Linked DNA regions of Mus musculus: all the other regions are linked to region 2. Evidence: chromatin contacts called from public ChIA-PET and Hi-C data. All regions are on one chromosome and are shown on one strand. Each heading gives the region's core, a stretch centred on a gene start, on an enhancer-like site or on the middle of the called end of the contact. The rest is flanking DNA. Distances are from core to core; before and after follow the strand shown.

Evidence for each region. A called contact is a pair of places that touch in the nucleus more often than the background predicts. ChIA-PET counts read pairs in DNA pulled down with a chosen protein or histone mark.
Region 1: a Hi-C map of the N1E-115 cell line shows a contact between it and region 2, with 2.0 times the contacts expected there. The contact joins the promoter of Nyap2 here to the enhancer-like site in region 2. A contact is called at or near these places in 1 of 484 Hi-C or Micro-C datasets (the N1E-115 cell line), 1 of 115 datasets of contacts at active chromatin or transcription factors (large pre-B cells) and 1 of 9 other capture datasets (pancreatic islet).
Region 3: an RNA polymerase II ChIA-PET map of memory CD8 T cells shows a contact between it and region 2, with 72 read pairs. The contact joins two enhancer-like sites. A contact is called at or near these places in 1 of 39 promoter capture datasets (liver) and 2 of 115 datasets of contacts at active chromatin or transcription factors (effector CD8 T cells and memory CD8 T cells).

What each region holds. Positions count from the first base shown.
Region 1 is chr1:81,074,524-81,078,689 of GRCm38.p6, reverse strand. It overlaps Nyap2 (neuronal tyrosine-phophorylated phosphoinositide 3-kinase adaptor 2), which reads right to left and starts at 1,283. Exons shown (of 7, transcript NM_001356397.1): 1 at 797-1,283.
Region 2 is chr1:80,729,611-80,733,761 of GRCm38.p6, reverse strand. All of the region lies in intron 1 of Dock10 (dedicator of cytokinesis 10), which reads left to right. Among named protein-coding and RNA genes, the nearest start is that of Dock10, 27 kb to the left of the region's middle. Within about 2 kb of position 2,886, at least 34 of the 459 cell types and tissues checked have an H3K27ac peak or open chromatin away from gene starts, as enhancers often do. A contact at or near this core is called in the N1E-115 cell line and memory CD8 T cells, where this site is marked.
Region 3 is chr1:80,380,187-80,383,869 of GRCm38.p6, reverse strand. It overlaps the pseudogene Gm6189. Among named protein-coding and RNA genes, the nearest start is that of Gm39667, 41 kb to the right of the region's middle. Within about 2 kb of position 2,354, at least 27 of the 459 cell types and tissues checked have an H3K27ac peak or open chromatin away from gene starts, as enhancers often do. A contact at or near this core is called in memory CD8 T cells, where this site is marked.

The sequences.
Region 1 (4,166 bases), core at 34-2,533, 350 kb before region 2:
ATTTAGAAAAGTAAATGTACTACTTTACTACAAAAACAACTTTAGTATTCTTCAGTAAAAATGAACATTTTAAAATACAATATTTTCCCAGATGTGCCAATATTCCAAGTATTGAAAATACTCCTGGGTAGATTGAAAAATTATACTGGAGTTATTTCAATGAAATAAGTACATGTCCCAAGTTAAGCAAGGCCACCTAAAGTTCTACTGCAGATGTACATTTTGGTAAGACTAAGGACACCTTCCAGATATTGGCTTGTATTTAAACACATTTTCTGGAAAAAAATGTCTATTTGGAATCAGCCAGAAATAAGCAATTTCACCTTCAAAGTATATCTAGCAATTTGGAAATGTTTTGGTAGAGTACATATCTTTCTTTCTGAAAATGCAAAACTGGGCTCTCACTGCTGACACCAGTGAACTGAGCCTATTGTAAAATATTTATGATATGGAATTAAGATAAATAGCAGCAAGCACAACGCGAATAGTAATTAATGACATGGAAATACTTCCAATTCTTTTAATAATTCAACATGGCTTATTTTACTAATGAAAATCCATTTACCATTTCCATGGTAATCACGAAGTGGGTACGGGATTAAAAATAGCCAGGGGCTCACTAACAGTGTGGATGCCCGTGTTGCAGCTTTATTTCTGCTCCACCTAATAAAACATGCAAACTTCAGCATTAAGTATCCCTAACTAAAATTCATCCCATTTCATAATCAATTGCCTCCTCTCCTTAGTTCTAGATTCAATTAGCATGCTTATAGAATCTGAAAAATGAGATACATACCAAAAATTAAGTCCCCGGGGGAGAACTAAGTGGAATAGTCAGGAGGTGAGTTGGGTCTGTCAGAGCCCTCTCTCAGGGCTGGTCTCGGGGCAGTTCGGGAGGAGTAATCCAGCACCATAAGAAAGAGACTTGTAGGTTCAGTTCAGTATTTCTTCAATTAAAGTGCATTATATCTGGATGTGAAAAGTGTCGAATCCAAGATTCTTCATCACTAGAGATCAGAGCATTTTCGTTGTTCTTTCTATCGGATAAAATGCCTTTTAAAGTTTGCAAGGAAGAGGCAGTGGCAGAAGACAGGTGCTTGCTTCGTTAAATCGACATTCGGAGAAAAGAGGGCATAGCTAATGGGTGGGGATGAGCGCACAGCCCCTCTCCTTCCAGGTCCAGCAGGGACGAAACTGAATGATTTTACCCACTTTGCTACACAGATGATTACAAGACCCGAAGCAGTCACCAAGCTGGCTAAGGTACCTCATTTGATCATGTTCTGTGAAGAAAAAAAATAAATGGAAACAAAAATCAGACACATCCTCTCTAAATGTCTCCTTTCAGCCCCAGAGATGCTCTTTCTCCTTGCATACATACAGAAGGTTTGGAGAAGCCTGGCTGGTAGCATCGTCCCTCCCCCATGACAACCAGCTTGCGCTGGCTGGCTCTGGTGTGTTCTCTCTCTCTCTCTCTCTCTCTCTCTCTCTCTCTCTCTCTCTCTCTCTCTCTCCCTCCTTCCCTCCCTCCCTCCCTCCGTTCCTCCGTCCCTCCCTCTTTCTCTCTTCTCTCCAGCTGCCTTAGTCTGTTGATGCTGCTGCTGCTGCTGATTAATCAGGGATTCTGAAACAAAGAACGTACCTTCTCAAATAAGCGGTAATCTCAGCTTCTGCAATCTGCCTGCATTGAGCAGCAGAGCTGCCAGAATCCTAGCACCTTGGATAGTTCCCACACCCTAGGCCCACTGGAAAGGAAAGAAGGACTAAAGAAATGGCAAGAAACCCCCAAAGCAGAACCGATTTCGGCTCCCCAGGGGCTCCCATCCTCATTAAAGGCCTCAAGTCCAAACAAGAGAACCTCTCTCTTTTATCTAATTGAACTAAAGTCTGATTTATCAATAATAAAAGAAAATGAGGATAAAGAAACCTCTTCATTTACATCCACTACAGAGCACGAAATCAGTCTTTTTGGAGAAAAAAAAATTGAAATCTATCAGAATTATTGTTCTTGTATGGAGGATATTTAAGTTATAAGGTTTTCACTCTGGTGGGGCTAATAAAAACGAGTAACAACTTAAACGGAACTCTCAGATCTCAGTTTGATGCCCTTATTTGATATCAATTTTGCCTCCACCCATCCTGCACGGGAGAGCCATGCACACAATTACTGCTGACGTACTTCAGGCTGCTGCTTGCGGAATGGGGGGAGGAGCCTTTTAACCTCATCAAAACAGCTTCATGCCACCTGCTCCCATGGCATGAGAATAAAACTAGCCCACTTGGAACGTGCACAGGGCACGTACACAGAACAAAGGTCTCACTTGTACTATAACATTTTAACCAAAATCAAATGTACAGTGATTACGGCATATGTGCTCCGATCTCCTTTAGACTCACTGCAGAAATGATTTAAAGTCATTGTATTTCTTGACTTCCCCAAAGAGACTCTAGATTCTTTTCTTAATATTCCACTGAATCTATGCATATAGCTTATGCTATGCACTGTGATTGACACGTGTGTATATACTTCTGCCCACACATACACAATATATTTATGTACTTGTGTTTGTGTGTGTGTGTGTGTGAGAGAGAGACAGACAGACAGACAGACAGACAGACATATTCAGTTTTTAAGCTTGTGTTTCCTCAGAGTAAATGACAAAAATATATTTTAAAAAATATGTTGTATGGATATGATGATTTCAGGATCTTATTGTATATTATGATAAGACAAGAAGAAAAAGGAAGTAAAGGAATGAAGAAAGGATGGGAAGAAATTAAGAAAGAAAGAAGAGGGGGAGGACTACTATGGAAATAATATACCAGTTAGTGAGAAAATATGTCCATATTATTGCACAGTGGTCTCTACAATTTTCAGGTCACTTTCACCCATTAACTTTTACTGGAAATAGTTTCGGCTTGCAAGTTGCTTTCTTTGGAATTAAATATATCAATTCATAAGTAATTCCTTATGAAAATATCTTTATGCACCAGCCAATTATAAAAGCAGTAATCTTCAGGTCAGCTTCCTAATACTTAAATAATAACTAGGACTGTCCTTTGATTTTATATATTTGTTTTTAAGTTAAACTTGGGAAAAATAAATCCAATGCATAATATTATTCTATATATCCCTAATATAAGTAGATATATTACATATTATATATCATATTACATATTATATATTACACATTACATAATATATCACAATTACATATCATATATTATATACATTATATACTATACACATTATATATTATATTATATATTACATGATGTATGTAATATAATATAACACATATAGTATATATGAGGGATAAATAGAGTATATGTATATGTGGATTTTAAAGAATGAATTTCCAGGTTTTTGTTTATCTAGCTTGTGAGTAGAATATGATTTCTATTTAATGTAATGAAATTCTTTGGAAGATTAGATAGATGCAGAGAATGGAGGAAAGCATAGGTAGGAAAGGAGAAAGATCATATTCTATGTGTCTTTCTCATATAATCCTTGCTCATCCCTTCCCCAGCCACCCCATCTTGTGTTAAAATCTTATCACATCCCAGTAAACAGACTCAAGTACCACTTACAATCTAGCATCTGCTCCCATACTGTGATGGAGAGGTTTACTAATATGTCGGGGCTTTTTTTTTTTTTTTTTTTTTTTTTTTTTTGGTAGCAAAGTGCTCTCATAAAAGTAGTAGTTCATCACAGAACCAAAGTTGAAAAGTTTTTTTTTAATACAAAATAATTTGAGAGACATTTAGGGAGTGGAAATATTTTTATCATGATTGATAATTTAAGCACGTTTAGATGAATCTACTTTGAACCGCAGTGACAATGACTAAAAGAGGGAGGAAATCCCAGTACATATATGGGAAAACAGTTCTCAGGTAATGAAATGACTTGCTATACACACCAGATGATCAGGAATAGAAACCAAGTCACTAATTCTTCTTGTCATTGTATAGCACAATTCAAAAACAGTGAGTAGTGGTTGATGCAAAGTTGTCAAGCATAAAAGAGGCCTGCCAAGGCTAAACACTACATTTCCAAGAGAAAGAGGGAGTATTAAGCTCAAAAGAAGAGATATGAAATATATACCACTTAGTCCTTAAAATTGTACATTTCCAATTTGGGAAATTATATGGTATTGGTTGTCCCT
Region 2 (4,151 bases), core at 1,637-4,136:
GGAGAAGGTGGCCTTAGTTTACAAATGAGCTATATGTTGGCCATCTTCCAGCAACTGTAGGGACAATTTGAGAAAAATCTTTGTTTTGTTTATTGGCTATATTAGAAAGATTTTTTAAAAAGACCATTATTAATAATGTTGTGCAATATAATAAACTCACAGGATCTTGGGTAATCATTAGGTGTTCAGCCCTAGCCTGCACAGCACCAGCACCCAAGAGCTGAGAAGACGTTTTATTCATGGAAAGATTCATATGATAGACATTGGTTTAGGCCCTTGCCTCTAGTTGCTGGAGTTTATGTTAAGATCTTTAGGAGGAGTAAAAGAGGGCAAGGCATATAGCTTAATCCGTAAAGTGTTTGCCTTGCAATCATGAGGGTCTGGGTTCAATCCCCAGAACCCACATTAAAAGCAACGCTATGGCAGCATGTGCTTATCACCCCAGCACCCCAGGAGCTGGAGACAGGTAAACCCATGTGCTCACTGGACAGACAGTGAAGCTTGCTTGAGAACCCCAGTCCAGTGAGAGACCCTGTCTCGAAAAGCAAAGTGAATGGCTGCTGAGGGTGGACACCCAACGTTGTCCTCTGCACTTCACATGCTCACACATGCACAGCCACCTGTACCCACACACACACACATGCACGCACACACATGTGCATACATGCACACTTGCACACACAGTCACCTCTATACACATACACATGCACACTCACACATGCACACCTACCTGTACACACACACTCACACACGCTTGTACACTAGCACATGACAAGAAGCAGATTTTTAAAAGTGTCTGTAAAAATGGTAGCAAGAATGAATACAGACATTCTACAATGAACCTAGTGGATGTCGTACACACGAAAGTTTTACACCTAATACTAAAGAAGAAAATTCAAGCAAGACCAAACTCTAAAGAGAACCAAAAATATTAAGAAAGTACTAAATCCACACATGACAAAGCTAAGACTAATCAAGGAACTAAAAGTATGAAAGAGAAACTTAATTGCTTTAGCTGTGCTGTATCTATCAGGAGAAAGAATGCATTGGACTCCTTAATGACAGAAGCCTAACATGAGAGGGTGCGTGTGCAAGCTATGGTGGGCATCCCCGAGTAAAGTACATGCACAAACTAGAGTTTAATAGCAAACTTCATAGTAAATGTAAGATTTAATCTCACCCATTTCAAACTAAGGAATAGACTTAGTAATAATATTTTAATATACAACATATTTTAAGTTTTAAAAACCTCTAATAGAGAACATTCTTCCAAATAATTGAATTTTTTTAACCAACCAAACTTTTTATAAACAAAGAATTATCCAAAATTCTATCTCAAAATTTTTCTTTAATTCCAAAAGATACTTAAGAAAAGTTTTTGGACTGCCCTGACATCTGCTATGCCTAGGGAATAAATGACATCATAAAATATTCCTAGTGACAAAGAATAAGACAGTTTAAAGTGTACAATTAATATGGGGAATTTTTTCCTTCAGCTGTCGACATTTTTCCCCCTCTGTTGAGCCTTTAAGCTGTATTTCATATTTGTTACTACAAATAATATTTTTTTATTCTGGCTGACCTCTGGGAAATTTTGAATTACTAAATTTTTGCTATTGTCTAAGTGGCAGCTTACTGAAGTCCACAGAAAAGAGAATAAAGAAACTAGAGACCTATTTTGGAGATTGGCAAGAATTGCCACCACTCGAGTATCCCATAAAAGCAACAATAAATCTACTTCTGAGAAATCAAGGGATATTTGCAGTTAGCAGACTCTGCTGATCCCCTTCATCCACCAGGTTCTTTTTCTATTGAGAGCTAAACATTCTGCTTTTGGGGTAGAAAGAAGAAGAGTTTGATCTTAACAAGACAATGAAGTGCACAGTGTCTGATGTGAGTTAACTCCAGGTATTGATCAGGACTGAGATTTCATTTAACCCTATTGTAGCTGGTCAGGAGACTACATGTCTATGCTTTCTTGCATGTCCAGGGCTTCCAGGTGATGTCCTTTAACAGCAGAACCGTAAACAGCTGCAACCTTCTTTCGGTAAAAATGGAGGCCATAGTCACCACAGCTAATTTGTGTGTGTGTTTTACGAAGATTATTTTTAAAAGACAAGGGATGAGTTGCGTTGTCTGCAGAGCACTGCTCCACCATGGCTCACATTATTATAGTAATTCGTTACAGGTATTGAATGAGATAAGTGAGCACCAATTGTCAGCTTTGGTATGTTCCAGAAACTCGTTTGGCTTATCTGATGTAAAATTAGAGTCCTCTTGACATTCTGGTTTTTCAGCCATGGAGTATAAAACAGAGAAAACACATGTTACCTTATAAATACATTAAAGGATTAAGGAATTGTCTTTAATTTGCAAGTAAAGTGGAGGCAGATGGAATTCAGCATGACATTATGGCTGAATTGGAAAGAACTTAGGAACGTCTTTTGGTTGCTGTATGCATTCTCCCGTACTAGTGCACAGGCATGCCTGCAAATGTTTTCCAGACCTCTTTTTAAAACCAAAGCGTTGTTCAGAATAACTCTTGTCTCCAGTTGCTGTGAAGGAATCAAGTCTGATGGCTGTCCATCATGTTTTGGATCAGAGTAATTATAAAACCCAGACGGAGGGTCTTTAACCATTAGCTTTCAACATAACCCGTGTCAAATCCTGATGTCTGTATTCCAAGTCCCCTTTTGTGTAACTGAAGGGAGCGGTTTTATCCTGCTTATGAACAGCAAGTCTGAATAAATGGAGTATTTCCTGAGAAATCTGGACACAAGGCCTACTAATACTGGATTGTTCTTGGTAGCAATGAGGTTGTACCATGCGACGTCACCTTCAGGTCCTACTTGTACTTCCTGCCTAGTGGATTTAGCAGGAACTTTGTTACTCTTCTGCTGGGCCGTGTATGGCTGCACAGAGTCAGCCCTGCTGCGGTTTTCTCTTTGGGCACATCCTGTGAATGGCTCATATTGTTTTCATTCTGTCTCTCTTTACTTTCCCACATCTGAAGACAGAGCCTAGGACTTCACCCATCTGAGCAAGCAGTCTATGGCTGAGTCTTGGCCGGACTTTCAGGAACTTCTGCCCCACAGCAGCTGCAGCTTTCTGCAGCTTTCTTTCAGAATAAGTTAGGCCTGTGGTACCTTGTGTACAGATATGGTGTCCCCATTAGTTGCCTGATGTTCCAGCTTCTCGCTCAGCTTTTGACATGACTGAGTTTCTTTACAGAAGTTGCAAGCCTTCTCTTTGAAACCCAGGATTATTGAAAATGTGTTCTGTTTTAAAGGTTTTTTTTAATCAACATTAAAACCTCTAATATGAATATTTTATTGCAAAAGGAAACCACACAGGTCCTGCAGTCATAACCGCAGATGACTTCCGGTGAGCAATGACTTCCAGTGAGCACCATGGTCACTGGTGGCCTTGACCTCAATATTTAAAACACTTTAAAAATTTACATACCTGTTACCACATTCAGAAATCTACAGACGGTCAAGGGGTATGATAACTAACCTGATTAATGTCAAATATGTTGCAGAACTGCCTCCAAAAAACAAAAAGAAAAGAAAAGAAAGAATTAAACTATTTCTATAAGTTAAAGAATTAAGCTATAAGTTATTCTGTATATGTTAGGTCAACCTGATTTTCAATTTTTTATTTCCTCTCTGGCAGATAAGAAAGTAGCCACTTTAAGGATATCTGAACTGAATACCCCTAGTTGGTATGTTTGTGTTGGGGCCTCTGAGGTCTTTCCTCTCAGGAGCAAGAAAAGGAGTTTAGATGTCTATCTTTTCTACTTTGTATATAGCTACAAGATTTTTTTGACAACTACATCATTATCATTGTATGCCTTTTTATTTCAACTAATGTTCATTGTTGTGAAGTCTTTAAGCTGGTGATTCACTAAGACCAGCTTGCTGTGATAAGACTCTGAGTGGGGCATCTTCTGAGTGGGGCATCTTCTGAGACAAAGACCATATCAGACTTCCCACCACAGAGAACAGTGCCCTGCAGCAAGTCAGTGCCCTGTCTTCCTGGGCCTGTCTTCCAAAACCTGAAATGTTTTCTGTGATGTCCCTTCATGGTGGTTGACTGATCCATTTTCCAGGCCTTGGATTTTGTTTCCAGGAGAGAAGAACAGAGCATCA
Region 3 (3,683 bases), core at 1,105-3,604, 350 kb after region 2:
CTTTGATAAGCTCCACAGTCTGCTCTCGGGAAAGCCTGTCCAATCTGGAGGGCGTTCCGTGTCTGTCACTCTTAACCCTCAGGGGCTGGACTTTGTCCAGTACAAACTGGCAGAGAAATTTGTGAAACAAGGGGAGAAGGAAGTGGCCTCTCACCACGAAGCGGCATTCCCCATTGCGGCGGTGGCTTCTGGTATCTGGATGCTCCACCCCAAAGTGGGAGACCTCATTCTTGCTCATCTCCACAAGAAGTGTCCATACTCCGTTCCTTTCTACCCAGCTTTCAAGGAAGGGATGGCTTTGGAGGATTATCAACGGATGCTTGGCTATCAAGTTGTGGATTCCAAGGTTGAGCGGCAGGAAAGCTTTCTGAAACGCATGTCTGGGATGATCCGTTTGTATGCCGCCATCATCCAGCTCCAGTGGCCATATGCAAACCGGCAGGAGGTTCATCCTCATGGCTTAAATCATGGCTGGCGCTGGTTGGCACAGATCTTAAACATGGAGCCTCTCTCAGGTGTAACAGCCACTCTCCTGTTTGACTTTTTGGAGGTGTGTGGGAACGCCCTCATGAAGCAGAACCAGGTCCAGTTCTGGAAGATGATACTTTTCATCCAAGAGGACTACTTGCCCAGAATTGAGGCCATCACGAGCTCAGGACAGATGGGCTCTTTCATACGTCTCAAGCAGTTCTTGGAGAAGTGTCTGCAACGCAGGGAGATTCCTGTCCCCAGAGGCTTTCTGACGCCCTCCTTCTGGTGCTCTTGATGTCCTTTGTCGCACTGTGTGGGAGGAGGGGCAACAATAAAACAACTGAGATAGCCGGTTTGAAAGAATCATGTCAGATTGAAAAAAATAAAATAAAATAAAATAAAATAAATGAGACTGTCTTGTTCCACACAGTATTTGTGAGGGCCAGTGAGACAAGAGGTTTGAAAGTACATCACAAATACTAAGACACTTTATACAAACAAACTAATGAACAAAGAAACCTTGTAAACTGTTTTGGCTGTATTATTTGTAACATCTGGAGAGTAGAAAGAATCGACTGCTGAATGTATGAGTAAAATGTAACACTTCAGAATATTATCTAAACATAAAAAGGAAGGGAGAGCTGATTTGTTGCTACATAGATGAAACTTGATTTTTTTTTTTTCTTTTTCTTTCCCTCCCCCCCCCCCCCCAAGACAGGATTTCTCTGTATAGCCCTGGCTGTCCTGGAGCTTACTCTGTAGACCAGGCTGGCCTTGAACTCAGAAATCTGCCTGCCTTTGCCTCCTGAGTGCTGGGATTAAAGGTGTGTGCCAGGCTAAATGAAATGAGAACATTACCCTAAGAGACATGCTGGAGCTGAGACGAAAGGATGGACCATCTAGAGACTGCCACACCTGGGGATCCATCCCATAATCAGCCTCCAAACGCTGACACCATAGCATACGCCAGCAAGATTTTGCTGAAAGGACCCAGATATAGCTGTCTCTTGTGAGGCTATGCCGGGACCTAGCAAACACAGAATTGGATGCTCACAGTCAGCTATTGGATGGAACACAGGGCCCCCAATGGAGGAGCTAGAGAAAGTACCCAAGGAGCTAAAGGGGTCTGCAGCCCTATAGGAGGAACAACAATATGAACTAACCAGTACCCCCGGAGCTTGTGTCTCTAGCTGCATATGTAGCAGAAGATTGCCTAGTCGGCCATCTTTGGAAAGAGAGGCCCCTTGGTCTAGCAAACTTTATATGCCCCAGTACAGGGGAACGCCAGGGCCAAGAAGTGGGAGTGGGTGGGTAGAGGAGTGGGGGGGGGGCGTATGGGGGACTTTTGGGATAGCATTTGTAAATGAAGAAAATACCTAATAAAAAAATTAGATTTTTTTTTTTAAAGAGAGACATGCTGGAGCAGAAAAGCCATGGTTGTGTACTACCACTTATATAAACTGCAGGAATAGGTCAGTATCCAGAGAAAGACATTCAATTGGTAGTTATCAGGACCTGGGAAGGAACCCATGAAATTGCTGCTAATTGCTACAGGGTGCCAAAAAGGTTCTGAACAGAGATGGCAACACTAGCTACAACACCTTCAAAACATACCCATAGGCATGTGCATCATAAAGAGAGTTTTAGCTATAAAACGCAAATATAACATGTAAACATTTAACTCTTGTCATCATTTGTGAGTCACTTGTTTCCAGTTTAGAGATATTTTCCTGAGAATATAATAATTGTTTTTGTTCATTTGTTTTTCATAAACAAAGAAATCTCTCTTTTTAGTGCTTAAGGGTTGCCCTATTCAGCTCCTTAACAACTGGTATTTAAAAGACAGCAGGGGGCTGGACATAGCTCAGTTAGGGAAATGACTGTTTGCAAGTGTGAGAACCAGAGCTTCCTGTGCAGAATCAACGGAAAAGAAAAACCACACTTTTTCACACTTTTTTTTCCTGCGTTTTTTTTTTTTTTTTTTTTTTTTTTACCCAGAAATCTGCCTGCCTCTACCTCCTGAGTGCTGGGATTAAAGGCATACGCGACCATGCCCAGCTTCTTTTTTCTTTTTATTAGATATTTTCTTTATTTACATTTCAAATGTTATCCCCTTTCCTAGTTTCCCCTCCGAAAATCCCCTATCCCCTCCTCCCTCCCCCTGTTCCCCAACCCACCGACTCCTTCCTGCTTTCTGGCCCTGGCATTCTCCTCTGCTGGGGCACAGAGCCTTCACAGGACCAAGGATCCTCTTAAGATAAATCATCGAAAGACTGTCAGGTGTCTCCTAGATGTGGTGGACAGTATTAGCTTTCTCAGGTTCATCTGTGTTTTCTGACTTTCTTAAAGACACATCAAAGATGAGATCTTTTTACAAGGGAAGAAAGAAGTCGCTTGCAAATAAAAACTCTGTCACTACCGCAATTCACTTTTGCAAAATGGTGTGCTCCCCCTAAATAAGCCCTGCTTCCATTCCATGAAAGTTTAGAAAGCTTGATCCGAACACAGTGGACGCCCACGGGCAGTTCAGAGAACATCCTTTAGAAGCCAGAGATTTGTTAAGTCATTTCTACTGTTTAACTAGCTTTTTCCTTTTTCAGCTTTTGGTGACCATAAGGGACTCAGCCTAAATAACATAATGCTTTTAGAAAAATGCTCCTTTTTTTTCCATTTTATAATGAGATTTTAAAAATAATTTGTAATTAGGACATTGCATGCAAACAGCAGATGACTAAGTTTTTTTTTTCTTAAGAAAGCTGAATATTTTTGTTTATGCAGTTACTTACATTAGTAAGATCTCTATTTTCTTAGAAAACAAAAAAGTTTAGTCTGTTGTGTGTACAAATAAAAGCATTGCAACCCCAGCAAATGGCTGACTGACCCTCCTTGGGGTAAGAAAGAATTCTTCCTCCATAGACTCTTAACTGGAGCATCGACATCCAAAACATTGACTCACTTGGGTTTCTAGTCTACTGTTCTCAGCATAAAGACTGTATCAGCTCTACCCGGTCTCCAGTGTGCCGACTTTCCCAGCAGACCCCAGAACTTGTCAGCTTCGTTAACCACATGAGCCAATTTCTTATATCTGTTTAGGGGTGTGTGTGTGTGTGTGTGTGTGTGTGTGTGTATAACATGTAAATGTCCTATGGATATGAACACTAATACATACTAGAAACAGAAACATATAACTTCAGAAAACCCCAGAGCCCCAG